2 separate regions of the Sus scrofa genome follow, and region 2 is linked to region 1. Evidence: chromatin contacts called from public Hi-C data. All regions are on one chromosome and are shown on one strand. The core of a region is the stretch at or near the end of the contact, and the rest is flanking DNA. Distances in the headings are between cores, read along the strand shown. Region 1 overlaps LOC102165006 (a long non-coding RNA gene). Region 2 has its middle 6.9 kb from the start of TRNAK-UUU.

Region 1 (5,472 bases), core at 1,368-3,867:
TCGGGTGGACATTAGACACAGGAGCCCCTCTGGGTGAACACTGTCTCCGTGCCAGTATCCAGGGTCTGGCAAGGGGAGGGTAGGCTGCCTTTTGTCATCTGCTCCCTCTCTGCTGGGCAATTCGGTTGTTTCTCTCTTGAATCTTTCACACACCTCCCTTAGCTGGTTTTTCAGACCCAGAGTTTTTGGGGACACCAGGGATTGGTGATCTTCCTCGAATGCAATTTACTTTTTTTCTTCTTTATTCTTTTTTACAGTATTAATGTTAAACTCCTTATTTATATGCCAGGTTTTACTGAAGTACCCTTAATTCATCTTTCCATCTCTGAGCAATTTGACTAGGAATTCAAATGACATCCTTGGGTTTTTTGATGATGTTGTTGGTTGATTTTTTAATACATGCTTTCATATATTCAAAGACTTGTTTGCTGATGGTATTATTTGTTGCTTAAACGACAAACATATGGCCAGCTGCCAGAGGAGCAGTGTTATTCAGGCGGGTCCAGGAAATCTGCTCTAGGTCTGACTATACCCTTCCTTCCTTACCACTCATGCCTGAAATGCTACCTTAAAGCCACATCCTTTTAGACTAAGTACAGCCCTGTTGCGATGTACTACAGTTGAAAAGAACTAGGTAGACCATGTCGGTCATTGACACTTTAGTGAGAATTAGTTTATCAAATCCTATCCCAAAGGCAGCTATGTAAGAGAAGAAAGATGGATTTGGGTATATAATGTAAAAACCCCCTAGTTAGAAGCTCTGGCTAGGCTAGCAGTATACACCTTGGTCATTTTGAGAGATCCCTCAGAGAACAAGGGACATGGAAGTCATGTCCCTGCCTTTGCCATGTCTTTGTCTAACGTAATCCCAGGGTAAATTAAGAGATTTAATTTGGTATCAACTGTTCAACAGTACTGATGGTTCCCAATGTGACTAAGGGTGGGACTCTTATTAACTTGTTGGAACAGCTGAGAACTCAGGTTCCTTCCTTTGGCTTATAGCAATCACTCCCTGTTTTGACCTTGACCTTTGGTGCGTGTATTGAACTTCTTGAAAGCCCCTGGCTGGTGATATTGGCAGAGTAGGACACACATTTAAGGAATTCACTTCTTACATGAACATGACCATCTGTAGAAAGACTTACGGGAGACAGGTCCTAGGTGCAAAAGGAATATTGAAGAAATAAGGACTTTTTAAGATCATTGATCAAGTCCTGGACCTCTCAAAGTGGGCTGCATACCACATCGGAAGGTATAAAGCCGTAAGTTATGTACAAACTAAACATGGTACATTTTCTTAACTGTCAATTTTACTAGATAATAAAAAAATTTTAACGTTAGTTTTAAATTAAAACAAGCTTGACTGTATTAGGGAATGGCATACAGCAGCCACAGGAATGTGAACAAGCACAGAGGAAAGTGAATACATGATCACACAAAACAGATCTGAGATCTTAGAGATACTCTAGGTCTGCATTTTCAGAAATGATTATGTATAGAAACCGGCAGAACTTCTAATGAAACTTCAAATGAAACTTCAAAACAATTCTGCTGCTTTGTCCCTTTCCAAATGGATTCTAGAACACTGCTATTTCTCGAAAGTCCCTCAGGTGATTTGAAGGGGATATGAAGGTGCAGCCGTTGTTCTATCTATGACGTAATTCTCTACAGGACCAGCTACATAACCCGTGGGGCCCAGGCAAAATGGAAATGCAGAGGCCTTGTTATAAATTATTTAGAATTTTAAAATAGCAACAGCAGAGGGTTAAACCAAGCACAGCGCCCTTCTGAGTGCGCCACCCAGGGCTCATGCCCACGAGGTCGACCCTGCCCCTTAAGAGCCTGAAGGGTGTATGCAGCGCTACAGCCATCCTCGCAGAGCCTCTCCCCCAGGAAGAGGGAGGAACCACGCCTTCTTCCCCATGTCCTAGTTTATGGGACCAGGTTATAAGCATACACACACACACACACACACACCTGGACAGGTAGTTCAGAGATGCCCCCTGGGAGAAGTGTCAGCAGAGATTAAATGAAGGTTTTTTCCTAGTGTAAAAGCATGTTTGCTTCAAGTTGAGATGAAACTGTCACCTTTTGACTCTAACCTACATTAGCTGGATTTTCAATTCTAGTTTATGCTTTTCCCCCAAATCACACCCTCCTCCCCATTCCTACATAATTTCTCATACTTGTAAATCCAGAATTGTAGACTCAGATTACTGAGAAGCATTTTGTGATTTTTCTATCACAACTGAGTTAGCTCAGGTCTCTCGCTGAAATGACTATGTCTGCTGTGTTGGGGGGTGGTGAGAACTAGGGTGGACACACACACACACAGAGTAATATCTCACACACACACACACACACACACACACAGACACACACACACACACACACACACACAGAGTAGTATCCGAGAAGGGGAGCCCAGCAGAGCCTAGAAGGACTCCAGAAGCTGAGAAGCAACGTCGTGGTGGGGAGGTGAGGGGGCTGTCCTCTGCTGGAGGGGGAGTGCACACTCCCTGCCTGGACAGAGACCTCCGTGAGGGGCAGGAGCAGACAGACGTGTGTGGTCCTGAGGGGAACGCAGGGAGGGAGGACCAGGGAGGGAGGACCAGGGAGCTCTGCCGGAGGAACGGACAGTGCATTTGTTCTCCTGATATTCAGCAGCCGGGCGAGGGACACGGACTTAATGAACCAAGGGGAGGGCGGGGTACACCAGGGAGTTCAGAGTAAGTGAATAAAATTCTCAGTAGATCGCCTCTGGGATTAATATGCAAGCTTTCCTCTCTCCTAGGGCTTCTTTTTGGCGAGGCTGCTATGGAATACTTGGGGCCAAAGACGGAGCAGAGCCCCAGAGAAAAGGCAATGGTTCATGTCCCCAGGAATTTGCATCAGACCCAGCAGACACGGCCTACAGGGTCATAGAGGCGGTCTCCAAACCCTGGAAATCACTGGCCAGCCAGTCCTGATGGCAAGGCCGTCAGCCCAGGCGGGTCTGCGGAGAGACCAGGTGTGGTCCTTTTATGAGGACCGTCACTTCCCTGATCAGCCTTCTTCATGCCCGACCCTTGGCTGTGTCTGACTTCTACAGGCTCACCCCTAATGTCTAAAGACTGTCTTTCCATCCAGAACTTTATGAAAATGGCCAAGCGTTCACTGAGACTTTAGAAAAGCCATAGGATGGAAGACACCATAAGCGGTTGGCTAAATACGTAACTGTAGGCCATGCGCATGTACAGCTAGGTGATGACACAAAACAAGCCACAAATCCTGCAGGAGGGTTCTGGCTACAGTGGCCAGAATGGACTTTCAGCTCAGGGAAGGGTGGGTTCTGCTCCCACATCTGCGTAGCTGGAGGCAAAGAACTTAACCTCTCTTAGACTTTCTCCAAGAGTTTTCTTGTTTTCCCCAATAAAACAGAAGTTGTATTGACTATGTGTTTTATAAACTTGTCTTAAGGATTAAATGAGATGGGGTAGGTAAAGGTCTTAGCATAGAACCCAACAGGTATTCAGTATGCATATACCTATATGCTATGCAGTAGGCATATAGCAAGTATTCATAACAACTATTATTAGCCAAGAATCTTTTCCTTTCTGTTGCTCCCACTTTGAGAATTAACGGAAACCTTCTCCAGGAGTGACTTAAAAAGGAGATGTTTCTAATCAGGTTCTGTTCCAAACTTTTAAGATGTTCTTGTCCTAATTTTGTGTTCTTGGCTGGTTTTCTACGCCCCACAGGTCTCCATCCACAAAAAGCTGAACAGGCTGGGTCAGAACCAAGGCCAATATGTTCATTGAAAAGACAGATTTCTCAGCCTCTGTCTCCTGCCGTTTTCAAACATCACACTGGGAGCTTGAATTGAGACCGGAATCCTGATTCGCTCCCTGATCAATTTGGACAATGCTGGACAATGCAGCGGTCCCTTCTATTTCTTCCAATGTGTGTCCAGCGAAGTGACCTCAGAATTATGTCTCTCTGAGCCACCTTCTAGCAGCTAGAGAGAGAACTCACACAGATCAGAACTTCTCAGGGGGCACATGCCCCTCAAAAATGCATCTTTGATTGGCACAACATTGTAAATCAACTACAGTTTTAAAAAGCGTGGGGGAGGGATGCATCTTTGAGCATCCTGTTGCAAAATAAGTAAGGACAATGAAGTATGATTTTTTTTTTTCAACAAAGCTTTTCATTGAAAGGATTGTCCTCTATGCTGAGATTACAGTTTGCTTATCTTAGGGTATAATAATGTGCATTTTGTGTGTGTCAAGTGCATGCCTGGACTTGACAAAATAAAAAGTAGGCAAACACATGTTTCCCTGCATTACCACTTAATTTAAAAAAAACAATAATTTTACCAGCTCATGAAATAAAAAAGCTGGAAACACTGATATGGACCACCCTGGGTGTTTGGGGAAAGCAAATAACTTCCAGATTAGCAGCTACCTGGAACATTTTCCCCCAGACTGTAGTCCCCTGGGCTTTTGTTGCATAAAATATTTCATGTCTCTTACACATGTGACTATGGCAAATGAGGGTGAAAGGAGCTTAACGAGAGTTCATAGGTCCCCAATAAACCAACGGTGGACTAGTAAGGAGGACAAAAGGTCAAGTGTGCTGCCTCTACTCCCATCCCTGATACAACCCTGCCTTTGTGCAAAAAGGCCTGAGTCCATTTGCTGTTGATGCTGATCCAGTACTTCCCAACCCTATGTTAATACTTTAAAATTTTTTAAATGAAACATCTTTCACTAGAGCTTCAACTTCCACCAGGATTTGTTTGGGTTTGAAAAGATCACTTTTTTTGGTGGGGGTCCAATATTGTAAATTACTCCGCTGATCACTCTAACTAGCAGGTCCCAAACTTGGCTGCCCATGAGGCCTCATTGTTAATAACATCTCCTGAATTATGCAATGTTTTGCCCTATCCACTCATGTTTGCCAATGCTGCCTCAGCAAGTATTTCTAGAACACCCTCAGAAGAGCTGATGTAGTTCTCTGAAGCTTTCCTGGGGGTGACGTGATGCTGCAGCCAGGCTGGGGCCTTCACACACATGGCCCTTGTTCCAGGCCTTTCCTTCTGAGTACCAGTCTCCCTCATCCTCTCTTCACTTCCCAGGCCTTTGTGATTAATTTCTGCTGCCCCTTCCTAGAATGACTGCTTGTTCAAATCCATCTCTTCCTCCAAGGTTGACCTCAAACCACATTTTTTCTCTAGGAATTCTAAGATCCCTAGCATACAAATAGCCTCCTCTTCTCTTTTTCTGCTGCACTTTGTAACCCCCAAATCCAAAGCACAGGTAATGAATGCTGCAAGAGTTATTTAGACGACTGTCTTCCACCACTTCCCACCATCATACGAGCCTCAGACACAGGGACTAGAGCACGCCCTTCTTCTTTTTTTAAACTCACCAAAGCACTGACAGGGTATATTGAATGCAGTAAGTCTGGTGAGTACTAAATAAAACTGAA
Region 2 (5,721 bases), core at 425-2,924, 260 kb after region 1:
TATGTTGGCCAGGCATCAGTCCGTGGGCAAAGCTGCCAGGTCCTTTACAGTGTAACGAGTCTTCTCCCTGTCGGGACCTGGTCCGGCCCAGCTAGTGAGACAGAGCAGGCCAGGTGGGGCCGAGAGGGACTGGGCCAATCTGACCAGACATGAAGAACAGTGCTTCAAACAAGCAAGGGGTCACCACTGGAAACAGGACCCAGAACTATGTCCACTCTAGAAGACGGAAGTTAGATCCTACAGTGATAAAGCCAAAGGGGATTTCGAGCCGCCATTTACTCCACGAGTGTTAAGAAATATTGATGAGCATTGTGTTCTGTGATAGAAGCCCCACGTGAGGTCAGAGGTAGAGGCCAAAGGTACAGGTTTAAACGACACCCAAGGAAACAAAGAAGAGAAAGCAGCATCACAAGTTCCTTAAGAAACAAACCCACACTCTAAGGCGGTGGTAGGACAGTACTGATCCCTAGAGCAGTGGCATCCTTGATGTGTAATATAGAGACCACGTGGTAGACAGTTTTTGGTGCTGGGTGCCCAGAATCACTTCCCATATGCTTTCTGTAATGGAAGCTACCCTTTCCTGCAGAAAGCCCATTCCCTGTGGTTCGGGCAGAGCTAACCTCATCCATCCCTGGCTCTGGGGTGGGCACGTGACTCTGACCGAACTTCACTTTCCCTCCTGGTGTGCGGGGGTCCCCAACATGGTTGATGGTAAGTCTTGGGCATCTGTGAGCCATGCTGCTCACCTGGCTGAAGAATGAACACGTACAAGAGTGAAAAGCAGAGACGGGCAACAATATCACCTGATCCCTAAAGCAAGAGACACGCCAGAGTTCCCTTTAAAGGAAGTCTGAATCAGGTGTCTGCGTCTGCAGCTGAAGGAGTCCTCCCTCTTAGAGGCCAGTGTGCATCATCCCAAGCACAGAAAGCACGTGGAAGATGCTTGGGGCTGGGTTTGCAGCGTGGGCCCGACACCACGTCTACTGGGGATTCCGCACAATTCTCTATGTGGCCACCGCATTTTTACATTGAGCTTTTTTCTTTTCCACAACAGAAGATAAGTCTATGTTTCCAGTTATCTGCTGTTATCTTTTCTGCTCCTCTTGGTTCGTATCTTTTCACACCCACACTCAACCTTCTGGCTGAGGCGAAGGGGGGTTGGGGCTGGTCCTGGAACAGCACTGGACCAACCACGTGAAGACCCCTCGCCACAAGATGCTGGAAGCCATGCTCTGGACACCCAGGGAAGACCACCAGACCGGAACTCCTCGTCACCTAAGAGGGCAGCATAGGCCTCACCTCCCTTGGGTTTAGCTCCCCCTAAACCTAAAGCAGAGATGGAGCTCTGCTTCATCCCGGACCCTGCGGGTCCCATGATGGCCCTGAACAGTGAGTGTGAAGACGTTCCCTGTCAAGAGAACAAGGGCAAAGGAAAACAAGCGGAAAGAAGGGTAGTTGTTCAGAGGTAAAGAGCAAGGGAGAGGAGGAAATGTTTGATCTCGTACATGGATACAGCCTTTGCGTTCTCCAAATAATCACTTTTGGTTTACATTTTTTCTCAAAGGGCTTTAGGACTTGAAGGTTAGTAAGAATGGGCAATAAAATTAGGTAGGAACAACAAACGAGGCTATAAGGGGACGGAGCCAAGTAAGCCAAAGCCTTAGCACTCACACTTAGCTGCAAAAAAACAGACCTCACAAGTTCTGTCAACCCTTCTCTACCTAAGAGAACGTCTCCCCTAACACCCATTAACTGAGAGAGGGCATCTCAAAGACTGAGGCAAAGCCTTTGATTTTCAGATAAGAGATCTCATCGGCTTCCAGAGGAAATTCTACATGTCCCAATAGTTCTTCCTGACTGGAACTTCTCCTCAGTCTGTATTCCAGAAAAGTTTGAATCATGTTTCTGCCAGGTACAAATTAACAGCCCTGACAAAGACCATGTCAGAGATTTCATTTTAACACACTATTAAGCCAAGAATGCGGTGGCCAAACTGGAGAGGATGGCTGGTCCTCTCCCAGCTTTCCACCACTGCAAAGACAAAAACTGATAGTAAATCATTCTTTATCATCAGTTCAGTTTTTTAAGAACAAGAACTCATTTTAGCAGGGCTTTCTTTTTTTTCTTCATAACATTTAGCTTCATAACATTGACGTACAACTTACAAAATAGAGGGAGAAAATGGAAACCACACCTGGAAATAATCATTTCCCAGTCTCTGTAATGAATTATAATGTTAAAGGGGCAGTCAATTAAATCAGTGTGATAGTGTTTCATAAAAAGTTACGTAAATCTTAAATGGAGGTAATGCGTTTATCATTATACGTAGGGATGAGGAGGTGGTGGGACCCAAAACCCTGCTACACAAACAGTAGTTTTGCTTCATTTCTTCTTGTGTCACCAAATCTAAGAGACAATTTGAATAAAACTGCTACCTTGCATACTCGCATAAATTGAGTTTTACTGCTAACTGGGTCATACTGAAAAGCATGAGATTAATGGAGCCAAACTTCCACAATGATTCGATCAATTTGATATCCCTTTATTTTCTAATTTTTTTGGAAGAGCAAAGTGGCATTTTCCTCAGTCTTTACTCAACCAGTTGATAGTGGAAAGTTCTTATTATTCCTTTTAAACTCGCAAATGGGATTTTTTATCCCAAAGGCTCAATCACCATTTCAAAGAGAAGATTTTTATTTTTAAGCGCTTCTGTTTTTAATTGGCTACTTAGGAAGTCTATTTTGGAAAACGTACATTCTCATTGGAGTTAACTCAATCTATGTGGTTCAAAAAGGGCAAATTCTACCAGAAGGAAACGAGCGTGAACATCAGAAGGCAGTTATCTGGGATAATAATACTTAACAACTTGAGGAGGGGGAGGAAGTAGTCCTTTAATATCTCAGTTCAGACTTCCTTTTGTTATCACTATGCTAGTCGTAGTATGTTCAGAAGCAATCAGACGCAAGCGACAATTGCTTTTTAAGCACCACGGAACCAGCTGCAGTAATTTGGTTGCTTCCAACCATTCTCCAAATAAAAATATTCCTTTAACACAAAGGCTCAGAATTTATGAAAATTTTTTTGAAACTGACATTTCCATGTGCTCTATTTCCTTGCACTAAAAATGTAAGAAAAGCAAAAAACTGCAAAGGAGCTGGAAGAAATAAGCAGCATTTTCCAACCTTTTGAAATGCCTAGCACAGTAATGCACCTATAATGCTTAGGCAATAATCCTTCAGTCTAAAGAAAGACCAACAGAAAAGGGAGCTCTGCATAAAACCTTGGGTGATTCTACATTTTAAATAATAAGGTGAGATGTCAAAGCATTTTGTTTTAAGTGGTATCTGTTTAACATCACGTGAAAATCTGAGTTTGAACAAAGCCGACTTTCTTTTTCTTTAATCCACCCAGGCACTGTGCCCAGAGACAGGGCTCTAGCTATTGAGGGACATGAAGGGCCGCAGAGAGTGAATGATCTGGTCAACACTGAATCCTCTGCTCCAGGAGGATGGCGTTTGCCCTGCAGCCCTCCCACCTCGTAGCTCTTTCCTGTAAGTCTAGTCTGCCCCCACGTGGCGGAAGGGAGAGGCTGCTCTCACTTCCCAGGACGCCTTCCTCGCCTTCCAGGTCAGCGGGAGGTACGGGGAGCAATCGGTGCCCTTCACCGCCATCCTACCTCGAGCCGCTTTTTACTGCTTCTCCCCACTCTGTCCTCCATCCCTCTTTTCTTCTTTGTCTCCTTCCTTTGGCCTTCTTTTTCTTCCCTTCTTCTTCCCTCCTCTTGCTCCCAGAGCTGTCTGCAGTATTATTATTTAGCAGCCAAGCCATGAGGGACAAAACCAGTGCAGACCCTCCGTGCAGGGAGAGGATCTGAACTCTGATTTAAGGAATTCAGACAATACGGTTTCAATAAGTTACTAAAGAATGACCACCTTAAGGGCAACACTGTGACATCGAAAGCCTAGCAGATACAGAACAGGAAATCAAGAGATGTGGATTTTGCTGGCCTTGGCTCTGTCCCTGGAACACAATACGGATGTAATACATTTGTATGAAAAACTAAGAAATCTGGACAAAAGCACAACTTCACAGAGAATAGGAGGCAGAAAGATAAAGCAGGTTCCTCTGCTCTCAGCAAAGAGAAGCAGAAAGGTACCTATCAGACCACCCCAAACACAATCTAAGTAATCAAAACAACGTTATTCACCCAAAGGCAGCCTCAACATAAAGCTCCTTGCTCCCCTTAGGGGCCGGTTCCAACAAGCCTGCCATCCCTAGGGCCATCCTGAGCAACAAATCCAGCCTGGGTATCATTTTTATCATATCACCTCCCTACACAGAAATCGTCAAAGTAGTATTTCTTCAAATATACCTTCAAAAGCATGAATCTTCAAAGGTATTTTGCCTTCAAAGTCTGAATACCTTCTGCATTCAAGATCTCTCTCTCTCTCACACACACACACCCTCAAATTCCCTACTCTAGCTTCACGTCTCTCATGGGTTTCCTCCCACATTCATCTTTTTCTCACCTTCATGCTTTTTCATCTGTTATTTCCCAACCCAGACTGGCTCTTTTGCAGAGCTTATGTCAGAAGTCCATTTTTATTTTGCAAAACTGAAACTGCATTAGTGCACAGAGCAGGACATGCCACCAAGGGAGATGTTAAGCAGAGGGCACTTTCATACCCACATGAAAGCCTCATCTTGAGATAAAATGCATATATTTTAATACAACTGTAATTTACAGAGCTATTAATCTTTCCAAGGCAGGAGGTGGGGTGGAGGTGGGCGGGTGAAATGTTCATAAGCTAACAAGGAAGAACTCAAGTGGCTTACACTGCTGCCAGAATCCTGAGATGGAGTTACGGCCTCGTAACTCAAAGTGGCCGGCTCTTTCCATTCTCTAAGGGAGGTACTGGAGGACTGGGTCCCCCCGCGCTTTCCCTGTTTACTCTCTAGCTTCCCCTCCCTTCCGGTCACAACGAGAAGCCCCTCACTACTTCATCATCTGCCTCAGAGGCAGAAAGGGTGATGATTTATTTAAGCTGCATCTTTGTGGAGGAAATGCAGAAGGAGGTCCCCATAACCCTTCCAATCCAAGGACTCGGCACAGGATTGTGGTGGCAAAACCTCTTTCACAGCCGCAGACAGAAACATAATAAAGTGCCCATCTATCTCCTCCAAATCTGGCCAGCATGGCTCACTCCCAGGAGCGATAATAACTAAGACCTGGTGCACAGAACACTCAGAGGTGAGGAAAGACCTAAATGCCACTCAAGTATTACATGAAATGCCCACGGTTCATCTTTTGGATGGTTCTCTAAATGCGGGCCATCTGCCCCCTGCACCAGAATCACCAGGCATGATCATTTGAAAATGCAGGTTCCCAGGCAGCATCCCAGACCTACGGAGCCAGAATCCTGGGAGTAGAGCCTTGGAATATGGGTGTGTAAAAGCAATTGAGGCCATCCTCAAACATGCTAACATCTGAGAACTTCTCTTCCGAGTATTTGCTCTGTCTTCCTTCATCGTGCTAAATGCAGTGTTCCGGACAGGGCTGATCTTAGGAGAAAACATGTGGTTACTAATTATATCCAAATCCCTGCTTTGCGGACCCACTTCTGCCCCTCCCCGCTGCCTCAAACACCCTCTCCAACCCTCGGCCCTGGAGTTCAGTCTGTGCACTCACACTGCCCCTGGGCCTCCGGTGTGACGTGGGCT

Evidence for each region. A called contact is a pair of places that touch in the nucleus more often than the background predicts.
Region 2: a Hi-C map of omental adipose tissue shows a contact between it and region 1, with 2.8 times the contacts expected there. The contact joins two enhancer-like sites. A contact is called at or near these places in 1 of 5 promoter capture datasets (liver), 21 of 47 Hi-C or Micro-C datasets (alveolar macrophages, brain, embryonic fibroblasts and 11 more) and 1 of 2 datasets of contacts at active chromatin or transcription factors (skeletal muscle).

What each region holds. Positions count from the first base shown.
Region 1 is chr18:46,782,899-46,788,370 of Sscrofa11.1, forward strand. All of the region lies in intron 2 of LOC102165006 (a long non-coding RNA gene), which reads right to left. Among named protein-coding and RNA genes, the nearest start is that of TRNAK-UUU, 270 kb to the right of the region's middle. Within about 2 kb of position 2,618, at least 4 of the 83 cell types and tissues checked have an H3K27ac peak or open chromatin away from gene starts, as enhancers often do. A contact at or near this core is called in omental adipose tissue, where this site is marked.
Region 2 is chr18:47,046,372-47,052,092 of Sscrofa11.1, forward strand. No RefSeq gene overlaps it. Among named protein-coding and RNA genes, the nearest start is that of TRNAK-UUU, 6.9 kb to the right of the region's middle. Within about 2 kb of position 1,675, at least 5 of the 83 cell types and tissues checked have an H3K27ac peak or open chromatin away from gene starts, as enhancers often do. A contact at or near this core is called in omental adipose tissue, where this site is marked.